Linked DNA regions of Nomascus leucogenys: region 1 is linked to region 2. Evidence: chromatin contacts called from public Hi-C data. All regions are on one chromosome and are shown on one strand. Each heading gives the region's core, a stretch centred on a gene start, on an enhancer-like site or on the middle of the called end of the contact. The rest is flanking DNA. Distances are from core to core; before and after follow the strand shown. Region 1 holds the start of TBX3 (T-box transcription factor TBX3). Region 2 holds the start of TBX5 (T-box transcription factor TBX5).

Region 1 (5,581 bases), core at 2,873-5,372, 250 kb after region 2:
GACGAGCCCAATCCACTTAAAGCCCTGAAAGGCTGAACTCTAGAGAGGAATATTTATGCCTTAATCAAATCAAGGGCTTCAAATGCAATTCCTGCCCGCTGAAGATATTTCCACGCCATTCGCGTCTTCCTGGGCCTAATCTTTCTGCTTACTCCTTGCTTATCACGCTGTTTATTTTATTGAAATGTTGGGGAGGGGTAGGAAAAGGCGCAAAAGGTCCTTTGCCTGATATCTGCAAGCAATGCAAGTTTTGTAAGTTTCTAAGCACTCTCACTGAATCCATATATATACTCCCAACACACAAACCATTTTTTTCTGAAGATCTAAGCCTCATTTAGGGTAAGCCGGACTCCCACCTAAGCCCAATTCTTTTTTTAGTAAAAGAACGAGTTTTTAAAAATGTATTCACACCATTTAACCAACAGAGTCAAGGCTCCGAAACGTAAACTCTCCTGAGAAAATAATATGGCTGGTTTCAAAACAGAAGTATGATATTTTAAAACAAAACAAATCCTTTATGAATACATAGTCTTGAAATTGATTTTAGCTCTTAAAAAATGGTTTTTAACTTCACTCTCAGGTCAGGAATCTACCAAAGAGCCGGAATTGCTATAGAACACAAGCCGGTAAGTTTTCTTGCCCCATTTCTTTTAGAACGCCAGGCCTTCCATTATCTGGAGAGAAACACCCCAAATCCTTTTTCCAGACAAGGACAAGTTTGCTATGCTTAGGGAGAAGCAAAGGAGAAGTCTGGGCTGAAACTCATGAAATGGGGAAGCACTGCCTTTGACTGAGTGAAGAAGGAGAAAATTTTACTGAAGAGAGCAATGAAACTTACAAATCCATGTTTGTCTGAAATGTTGTTGGTGAGTTTCAGTTTGTGGAAAGTGACGACTTTGGACATCCACTGTTCCCCAGTAGCGGGGCTGTCCGGGTGAATGTACATCCTCTTTGGCATTTCAGGGTCGGCCTTACCAGCCACCATCCACCGAGAATTGTGAAATTTATAACGACAGTCATCAGCAGCTATAATGTCCATCAATAAAATATATTTGGCTTTTTTATCCAGCCCAGAACATCTCACTTTAAATGGAGGAAACATTCGCCTATCAGAGGAAAAAATAGAAAAGAAAAAGAAAGATAAACCACCCATAATCTTGGGTTTGATTTCCTATGTATCATATAATATTGAAACCAAGTTTAAGACTTTCTACTGTGACTGATAAGCTTATATGTTTCAGAGTGAGGCAACTGGCTGCAAAATCGTTTTCTTCCACAATTAATGTATTAAATATTCTCAGTTTTGCCATATTTAGACGTCCCAAGGTTCAAAACAAATGCATTGTGGCACTGCATTTCTCTACATTGTCTAACAATTTCTTCAGTATTTTTTTTTCCTTGCTTGACTTTACAGATTGCCCTCCTGATAGCAAATTCTTGCCCATGTCTTTTTCTGTGGGTATCTAGTTCTAAACAGGTTGGGGTAAGATTTTTGTAAAGCATGGTCAGTTAAGACTAGAATTTTCCACCACCCATTGATGAGAAAATGTTAAACTTATCAAGGAAATGAACGTCAAGTTGCACCCCTCCCTGCTGCGGAATAGCAATCCCGCTGTGGGCGAAGTGAAACTGGACTTCAGTGAGTTCCCAGAACGAATTTTGCAGACTTCGGTGCACTCCCGGGCCTGATAACCGATCTGCCCATGGAGCTGCTAACACATTCCCCCACTTCCTAGGCCAGTCCAAAACTGCAAGACTGTGCCACCACATTGCTGTTAATTTCACAGAAGGGTTGGCATTCTGTAGTCTTGACTTAAAAGGAAGCAACGAAGCACTTTGCTGGAAAACTGACTAAATGTCTTGTGAGTTTGAGGAGGATTTTATGCCAAACTTTGGCCTCGTTTAGCTTGGAAGGAGACAGAACGCTTAAGATATCATGAAGGGAATTTTATTTTTATATCAACTTTATGCCTTTACAGGCTTCAATGCTATTAAAAAAAATCAGTGATTTTAAATGACTGTTACAGGATCTTCTCTTCCAGGCAGGTTTTGGTCAGGCAAGGACCTTTAAACATTATGTAAAATATGGTTGATAATATTGACACATTAAAAAAGCAGTGTGTGTCTCCTCACTGGCTCCTTAAGTCTGCAAACATAATCTTAAATTATGCAAAATTGCCTGCTGAACTCGCCCTTGGGTTACAGACACGTGAAGTAGTGTGGGCAAACAAACCAAAATGCCCTTCGATTTCTCTCTGACCAGGGCAGCAGCAGGCCCCTTTAGACCCAGAGGCTAGACTGGAGGGCAGAAAGGGCCGGGAATGGTGTCAGGCCCCCCGCTACTCACACAAAAGGAAAGGGCTTTTAGTTTTTCTCTCTGAGAACAAAATAAAACAGACAACACAACATCAACAAAGAAATAAGGATGTTCCAGGAGGGTTTGAAGAGTGAGTTTCTTGCAGTACAGTGCCTTTTTTTTTTTTTCTTTTCTGCTCCCTGCAGGGATGTCTACGCTCCACTGAAAAATTCTGTCTGTTCGGGAGGGAACCCAGGATGCAGACCAAATGTAAGACCCATGCAGATGCCCAGGTAAGCTGAAATTTCCTGCCACTGGGGCAGGGCCTGGAAGTCTGTGCATACATTTCTAGGGGAACTAACTTTTCGTCCAAGCCGTAATAACCGACCAACCGACTGTTCTGGGAGTAGAGAAATAAAGGGAGGAAAAAACTCTCCAACAGCTTAGGGGAGGAGGCCCCCACTGCTTACCTTCCCGACTTGGTAATGACCATCTCGGTGCCCCGCTTGTGAAACTGATCCCAAAGTTCTTTAGCCTCCAGGTGCACCTTGGGGTCGTCCTCCACCTCTTCTTCGGGCTCCATGGTCTTCAAAGGCCTCAGATGCGCCTGGGGCCCCAGGGAGGAGAACGGGATGCCGGTCTCGGCCGCCCCCACCAATTGATCCATGATCGGCTTGGCCAGGGCGCCCGGCAGCGAGAGCGCCGCCGCGCCGTTGGGAGGCAGCGTCAGCGCGGGGAAGAACGGCGGCTGGTGACCCAGCACCGCGCTCATGGCGAAGTCCGGCGCCCGGTGAGGTAGGAACGGATGGTAGGCCATGCTTGTCCCAGGAATGACCGGATCTCTCATGGAGAAGCTCATCCACTCCAGGCGGGGCGCTGGGCTCCAGCCGGGAACAAGTCCGCAGCTGCTGTGTTTTGTTGTTTTTTTTGTTGTTGTTTAACAGCAGCACATAGTTCAAAAGGGGGGAAAAAGCAAAACAAAAAAGAAAGAAAAAAGAAAAGGAGGCAGAAATCACAACTAATGCACTTCAAAGGGAGGAGGGAAATTGTCTTTTGGGGAATGAGAGGCCGCTTTTAAAGAGGGCAAGGCGAAAAATCAGCAAACATAGTCGTGCGGGTGACCGTCCTTGTGCCTTGCGTTTTTAAAAAGCCGCTCCTGAAAGTCGGTTTCAGAAGCGAGAGGAGCGAGCAGGGTCTCGACTCGCGTCCGAGCCCTGCCGCTGAGCTCGAAATAGACACTCCAGCCCTGCGTCCCAGGAATCTTTCTCCAGTCCCTAGGTCTTTTGTTGGAAATGTGAAAGGTTCTCCTAGAAGACTTTTTACCTTTCTTTTTCTTCTTCCCCCGCCCCCTATCTCTCTTCCTCTCCCTCTTTCTTGCTGGTGGCGTCTGCAGCTGTGCTAGACCCGGCTTTAACAGGGAGCGAGAGAGCGGAAAAAGTCTCTCTCCTTTTAAAAAAAGAATCTGATTTAAACCCCCTTCTACCAGCTCTATCAAAACTTGAACTGCAAACTGGCTTCCGTTCGCCCTCCTCCTCCTTCCTCTGCTCCGAGCCTCCGGAGGGTGTCTCGATTTCAATCCAAATCTTGCTGGGCTCTTCTCCCGTGCCTCTCTCTCTTCCTTGTCCTAAAACGTTAGCGAATTCGCTTCCTAAATCTGTGTCCAGCCGCGCAGGGCAGGGAGGATTTAGAGGGGGAAAAAAAGGAACGGAGGGAAAGAGAGAGGGGGGTAGAGAGAGAAAGAGAGAGACGGAGTCGGAGAGGGAGGGAGCGAGAGAAAGCGAGAGCTCCTCGCCACCCTCCGCCGCCTCTAGAATTCACCGGGCGTCTGCTCGGCGGCTCTAGAAGGTCGGGCTGCGCTGTTTGCTGCGGAGAGCCGGAGGCCTCTTGATTGGCTCTTTGACGCTTTCGGACCAATTGTGTTGCTGCATAGGCGTGGTTTTCACAGGTCGAGTGCTGGGGGATAGAGCTGAGTTATAAAAAGAAGGTGTCGGAAACTGTAACGTCGCAGCGCCGCATCGGTACTACTGCCTGTCCTGTGAATATGTCAACATGATCAGAGGGAGGGCGGGAGCCACTGGGGAGCGCGCGCACAGAGTCGCCTCTAGGTGGCTTATCGAGAGATCGCTGCAGCCCCTGAGCTCGCTCGCTCTGGTTCAGCCCACGTCTGAAATGCCTCAGTCATCCAGCCGGGGATCGAGGGAGGAGGCAGGGCCAAGGAGGAAGGGGGAGGGAGAGAGGGAGGGAGCCAGCGAGCAGGCGAGCCAGGCGGGGAAGGCGGAGAGCGCGCCCGGGCGCCGAGCAGGGGCGCTCGCCTCTCTTGCACTCCGCTCGCCTCTCCGACCGCCGCGGCCGGTTCTCTCTCCAGCTCTCCTTCTTCTCCCGGCCCCGGGTGAGCCGGGCGGGTGGCCGAGCCTCCCCGCGAGCTGCCATCCGGCCACTCGGTTCTACAAAAGCCGGCGGCAGCGGAGAGGCGAGCGCCGAGACTCCAGGCTTGCGTGCTCTCCAGCCCCACGTGGAGCCAAGCTCCGCCCGGCCGCCGCTAAAGGGCTCCCGTGCTCGGGTGTCTCGGTGCTGGTCTCCCCTGCATCTGGGCTGGGGGAGCACGCAGATGCGGCCACATCTCAGCACACGCATGTGTGGGCTTCCTCTCCACTGTGCCCCACCCGCAGCCATGTGCGGAGACCCAAACACCCCCGGTGCATCTGTACTCGAACACGCGCCAACACACTGGAACTGAACCATACACCGAAAAACACGTACACACAAACACGTACACAGCCTGCGCGGCTGGCCATGCCTGAGCTCCTGGGGAAGATGGACTTGGGATTTTTATGAAATGCATTTACCAGCCCTTTTGGATCTCGTCTTTCATTTGCATGCGGGCCCCCATATTCCACCTGGATGTGGGTGTGGGTGTAGAGAAGAGAATGGAGGATCTGGACAAAGCGAGCACAGCGAGAGACTGGGTTCTGAGCCTGTCCCCTCCAAGCCGCTGCCCTCACTTCGAGGCCCGGCTGGGTGCACAGCAGAGGGTAAGGGGTGGGCGAGTGGGTTGGGGGAGGTGCGCCAGCCTGGTTATCTTCTCTAGGCATCGCACTTATCTCTCGGTGCCTCAGTTCTTTCTCCACCCCGGGGACTTATCTGGTCAGAAGTCGGGGAGGGAGGGTGAATTTGTAAAACAAACCGTGAAACGCCCCCACCTCAGAGGCGAGATGACTGTTTTTAGTACGGGTAGGGTGGGGGCCTCCTCTTAGGCTGACGGGAGCGAAACGACCGGATCTTACC
Region 2 (5,337 bases), core at 2,030-4,529:
AGAAATGGGGCCGAGGAGAAGGACAGCTTCTGAGGCCTGACTTGCAAGCAGCTTTCTTCGCCTCTTTCTCGGGGCTTCAGGGAGGCGGCGACTGGAGCCCCGCAGCCTACTCACAACAAAAGAAAGCAGGGCTGGCGCCCCCATACGCGCTCCCATTCACTGCCGGCCGCCGGGAGAATCCTACCCCGCGTCCTCGCCAGGGTCCCGGGGAGCTCCGGGCTGGCGGAGGCGAACAAGATGCGGTTTGACAGAACCAGGCCGTGCTTCTGCAAACCTCAATGCCGCTCCGCCAGCCGCGGCGGCCTCCCGGACTCCATTGGCCGGGGAGCTCCGAGCCGCGCAAAATCTCTCCAAGCTGCGCTCTGCAGAATGCAAAGCCGGGCTGGAATCCGCCATTCCCGCTGCCCCAGCCGACTCGGCCGACGAGCTCCCTCCTGAGCCTCCCGGGCCATCTGCCGGGACGGTTACCTCGTTCGGTGAAGCCGGTGCATTCACCACATCCTCTGCTGCTCCTAGCAGGGAAGCCGGCGGCGAGGCGGGGGAGCAGGCATGGTGGCTCCGGGGTTTATGCGGGGTTTACTGCTTACCCAGAATAGCGGCTACTGCCGCCTACCAGGGCGCACCTACCGCTGGAGCCTCCGCGGCGACTGCCCACCGCCAACACACACCTCCTCCGCTGTGCGCTTGCTCTCCCTAAATACTTCCCAGTTGGCAAGCGCCAAAGAACACAAAATAGCCTCCAAGAGCACTGGACCATATAATCTCAGTGCCCCGCTCCTCCTTTACACCCCCAGGGAGGGAAAGTTGGGAGCCCAGTGAATGGTCGAAGTCCTTTCTGAGCGCAGCTTCAGGATTAAAGTTCCCGAATTCGAGGTAAGAGTCAGTCTCTCTCTCTCTCTCTCTCTCTCTCTCTCTGAAATACAAGCCAACTCAGCTGAGCACAGTGACGTTGGGTTGCCTCGATGCTCACAAAGTACTGAAATCGCCTATCCAACTAGCTCCCACTGCACTCTGCCGCCCTCCCCCTTCTCTCTCCCTCCCACCCTCCCGTCCTCCCTTCCCCCCCCAACTTTTCCACTAGATTTCCCGAACACTCGAATCACAATACGACTCTCAACCCAGACCTGCAATAACTCCCTCCTCTCTACCCCTTTCCCAACCTCCATCCATCTCTGCTTCTCTGAGCAAGCGGTGGCTGCAAAAACTCCTGCACAAATCATTTCAAACGCGGTCGGCTTCTAACCGGGAAGTAATCTCAGTGACGCTGGCGGTGCAGAGAACCGAGTCTGGACGCACACACACAAACACACCGCGGGCCTCCGCAGCCTTGCAGACATTCTCTCCAACGCTGACCTCGAGAAGGAGAGCTGCCTGACCCCGCCTGGCCGGCGCTCGCCTTCCTGACATCTCCCCTCCACCCCCTACTCATCACCCCTACTCTCAACGACTCTGGGGTGAAGGCAGGGTAAAGGTGCATTGGGATGGGGGCCGAGATCAAAGATGCTAAGAAATCGCTGCGGGCCCCCACCCCCCACCCAGTAGGGCCACCAGACCTCCCCTGCTCCAGGTGTACACAAGGCAGTGCCCAGTTTTATTAAAATAATCAAACAGTCACTGGGGACTGGCTAGGGTTTTCATCTCCACTGGTCTCCTCTCCTTGCCCTTCCCCTCTCTGAAATTTTTTTTTTTTTTTTTTTTTTTTTTTTTTTAGGGTGAGTTGAAGAGGTCAATAAAAGCATAAACACAGTCAGTAGGTCTCAGTCTGAGCAGACCCAGATTGGGACACCAAATATTGGTGCTTGGAGTAAATGTCAGGAGTCCTGTTCTGTTTCCCATCCTTACCTCCTGTACCCCCATCATCCTGATTTTTTTAGGGTTCTGATAAGAGACTTGGGCCTGCAAGTCAAGGTCTGGAGAAAGGGATGGAGGGAGGAGAAATGTCCCGAGATCAGCAGCTGTGTAACCCTCCGTGGCTGTTCTGCTAAAATCCCAGGCCAGGCCATTGCTGCAAAATGATAAAGTGGAGAATCTCCAACCCTAAATATGGGGCAACCAGGGAGAAAGCCAGCCCTCCTTTGCTATGGTGCTCACTCCACCTTCCAGGTTTGTTTGCAAACAGATCTTTGCCCAGGCGATTTATTTATTTGTGAAAACACCCTCACCCTCCAGGTCAGCTTGGAGGCCTTTGGGCTTGCTAACAAGGCGACCTTAGGCCGAAGACACAAAAAACAAACATGGCATCGGAAGGAGGCTGAACTGCTACATCTCCGGTAGAGGGAAAGGGAAATTCAGAAAGACCTTCCCAATCCCTTTAAGTTCTCAGAGATTTGGGGATAAAATTAATTCCCATAAATAATCTTCAGGCCCCTCTAGAGAGGAAAAATCTGGACTCTCCCAGGTAATAGCCCAGCCAGATTTGCTTAGTTCATTGAGCACAGATGGTCTGGGCCACCAAGCAAAATAGGGATTTTCAAACCTTTCCAGAGAATCCATTCTTGCCAGGTGACACACGAAGCCATTCTTATTTCATTCATGAAAAGTAGCAGCACAGCAAGGAAAGATTCAGCAAGACCAAGACGGGGTGAAAAGCCAAGCAGGGCCAACTGCAAAGAGAAACCTATTTCCCCCCTTAGTCCTCCAGGGCGAAACTCACCTCCAGCTATCCCACCTCTTCTTCGTAGCGCAAAAGCCAGGAGTGCGCCTCGCTGGAGAGGAGGGCTCAGGTGAAGACTTTGAGAGGGACCACCAAAAGAGACCTCTTTAGGCCAGGTCTTCTTCCAACGTCTGTCAAGAAGAGCACGTACCTCCCAGCTCAAAGTTGGTTTGTGGTCTCCAACAAATTAAATATTACTGTTTATTACCAGGCATACCCCAGTAAAATAAAGAGGCAACCAGGCGATAGCGACTATCTTACCAGCCGCTGCACCTATAGGACTTGGAGACGTCACGAGTCACGCAACCGGCCCGCGCGCTGTCACGTTTGCCTGAGGGGAAGCGGCGAGAGGTTAATTTCTCTCCGTCTTCGCCCATCAGTGCCGGGTCTGCGCAGCCACAAGTCCCGGACGTCTCGGCCCCGGGAATAAATAAAGACATAAACCAACCCGGCTTTCTCCGGAGAAATGATGGTGATGAACATAAGACACAAATAGAGCCAAGATCGACTTTCTTAGGAAGGGGGAGAGGAGGGAACTCTTCACGAAGGGAGGTGGGAGTCCACCTCAGACCTCTATTGGAAGGAAATCGAGTTGTTCCGGGCGACTGAGGTCTCGTGCATAAGGCAGGGGATACTTATTATTAAAAAAAAAAAAAATCCCCCGCGGAGGAGCTCTTGGCAAATGAATATCGAGGCGCCGCTCTAGCTGGTTAGGCTTGGAATGCGATAACTCAGTGCCCTCTTGCAGACTTGCATAGAAATAATTACTGGGTTGTCGTGGAGGGGACACGAGACAGAGGGAGTTCTCCGTAATGTGTCTTGCTGAGAGAAAGGTCCAAGAACGCAATTCGTCCCAGAGTGGCCCGGCAGGGGCGGGGTGCGAGTGGGTGGTGGAGTAGGGGTGGGAGTGGAGAGAGGTGATTTCTGTAAAGAATAATTATTGCACCAGGGCCCGCCGAGGCACGAGGCACTCTATTTTGTTTTGTAATCACGACGACTATTATTTTTAGTCTGATCAATGGGCACAATTTCTAAGCAGCGCAGTGGTGGATGCGCGCAAACTTTTGCGCACCGCTGGAAACCCACTAGGTTGAGTTGCAAAACGTACCGCGTAGACGCCCCTGGTGGCGCCGAGAGAAGAGCTAGGCCTGCCCAGCACAGAGCCGGAGAGCGTCGGGCCTTCCGGAAGGGTAAGTTCTCCGCCAAGGGGTCCCGAGGGAGCTGGACGTCTGAATCTGGGCTTGCCCTCAGCTTCGGAGTTCGATTCTGGGTTTTGCGCGTCCCCAACCCCCAGGGCTTTCCGAAGCGTGGCCTGGCTCCAGTCTTGTCGGGCCTGGAACGGCAGCAAAATGTGCAGGGAGGCAGTCGGCCGGCAGAGCTGCGGCGGGAGCCAAGGTCAGGCCCGCGGGGAGAGCGGGCAGCTTCCAGCGCCGGCCACAAGCTCCCAGGCCAGCTGGGCTGCAGACCCCTTTGCTTCCAGAGAGCACAACCCGCGTCCTTTCTCTCAGCCAGGCTGCAGTGGCTGCCCCAAGCTTCGCTTTCGTTTCCCAAGTTGTTAATAACGATATGTCCCCAAATCCGAGGCTCGTGTTTGCTCCCAGATGCCAAGAACGCAACCCGAAATCCTTCTCCCAAACCCTAGTTCGACGAGATGAGTTCCTACTTGACCTCTGAGCCGAGGTGGGCCGGAAACCGAGGCCTAGGCCCCGCTGGGGCTGCAAGGAAAAGGCGAAACTCCGAGCGTAGCGTCTTTTCCGTGTGGTTCCTTTCTCTGGCATCCCGGACCGCGGGCCTTGCAGCCACCTGGACCGGCATTCAAAGGATTCTGCAAGTCCAGCTTCACATACTGGCTTTCCCAGACGTTCCGAAGCCCGCACCACGAACAGAATAAAGGAGAGACGAGAGATCGCAACTAGATTTGAGAATCCTCGTTCTTTTCCCTAAGCGTTTGGGCAGTAAACTCCGGAGCCGGCTACAGCGCGCATCCTCCCTTCCGCCTTTCGGAGAACTGTCGCTTTCCCGAACCTGCTCCCAGCTGGGTTTCCTCCCGAAGTTTATTTTTCTCATTTTGCAAAATTCCTGCTCTGATTTTAATACTGCAACAGGACAGCAGAGGTTCCTCTTTAAAAAGTCAAAACCCAAACCAAAGGGGCCCATTGCTGTTGATAACTTTTTTCTTCGCTTTCTCCTTCCGTTTTTAAGAAAGACACTTCCAAAACTACCCATTGTTTTCCTCTCAAAAGAGAACTCGCTTTAAAATGCATCCCCTTCTATTTCTGTCCCCATATGTCCCCACCTGACCCGGTGGCAACTTGGGGGTGTGGGGGTGGTGAAAAATAGAAGTGTGGACGGGGCTGGGAAAATGAATAAGAATTACAACAATAGAAATGATGACAAAAATAAACTTTGACCAATTCAATTTGCAAAAGAAAGGGTCGGTCTGAGGGTGAGACATTCCCTGGTTTCTCAAGGGGGCCACTTTCCCTCTCACCCAGTTAAATCTGGCTCAGTTATATTTTTTCCAGGAACACAGTATGTCTCTTCCCAATGTTTTATTCGGTTTCTGGTTTCCCCACTTTTGACCGGAAGTATGTGGGAAGAATACTGGCTGTTATTATTATGATTATGGAGTATCCAATACTCTCCTCCAATATTTCCACCAAGAATTATTATTGCTGCTCTCT

What was found. A called contact is a pair of places that touch in the nucleus more often than the background predicts.
Region 1: a Hi-C map of a lymphoblastoid cell line shows a contact between it and region 2, with 5 times the contacts expected there. The contact joins the promoter of TBX3 here to the promoter of TBX5 in region 2. A contact is called at or near these places in 2 of 4 Hi-C or Micro-C datasets (a lymphoblastoid cell line and an unstated tissue).

Annotation. Positions count from the first base shown.
Region 1 is chr10:81,841,913-81,847,493 of Asia_NLE_v1, forward strand. TBX3 (T-box transcription factor TBX3) reads right to left here and starts at 4,123. Exons shown (of 8, transcript XM_003274433.4): 1 at 2,767-4,123; 2 at 839-1,106. The coding sequence starts at 3,155.
Region 2 is chr10:81,589,107-81,594,443 of Asia_NLE_v1, forward strand. It overlaps TBX5 (T-box transcription factor TBX5), which reads right to left and starts at 3,280. Exons shown (of 9, transcript XM_030821939.1): 1 at 2,654-3,280.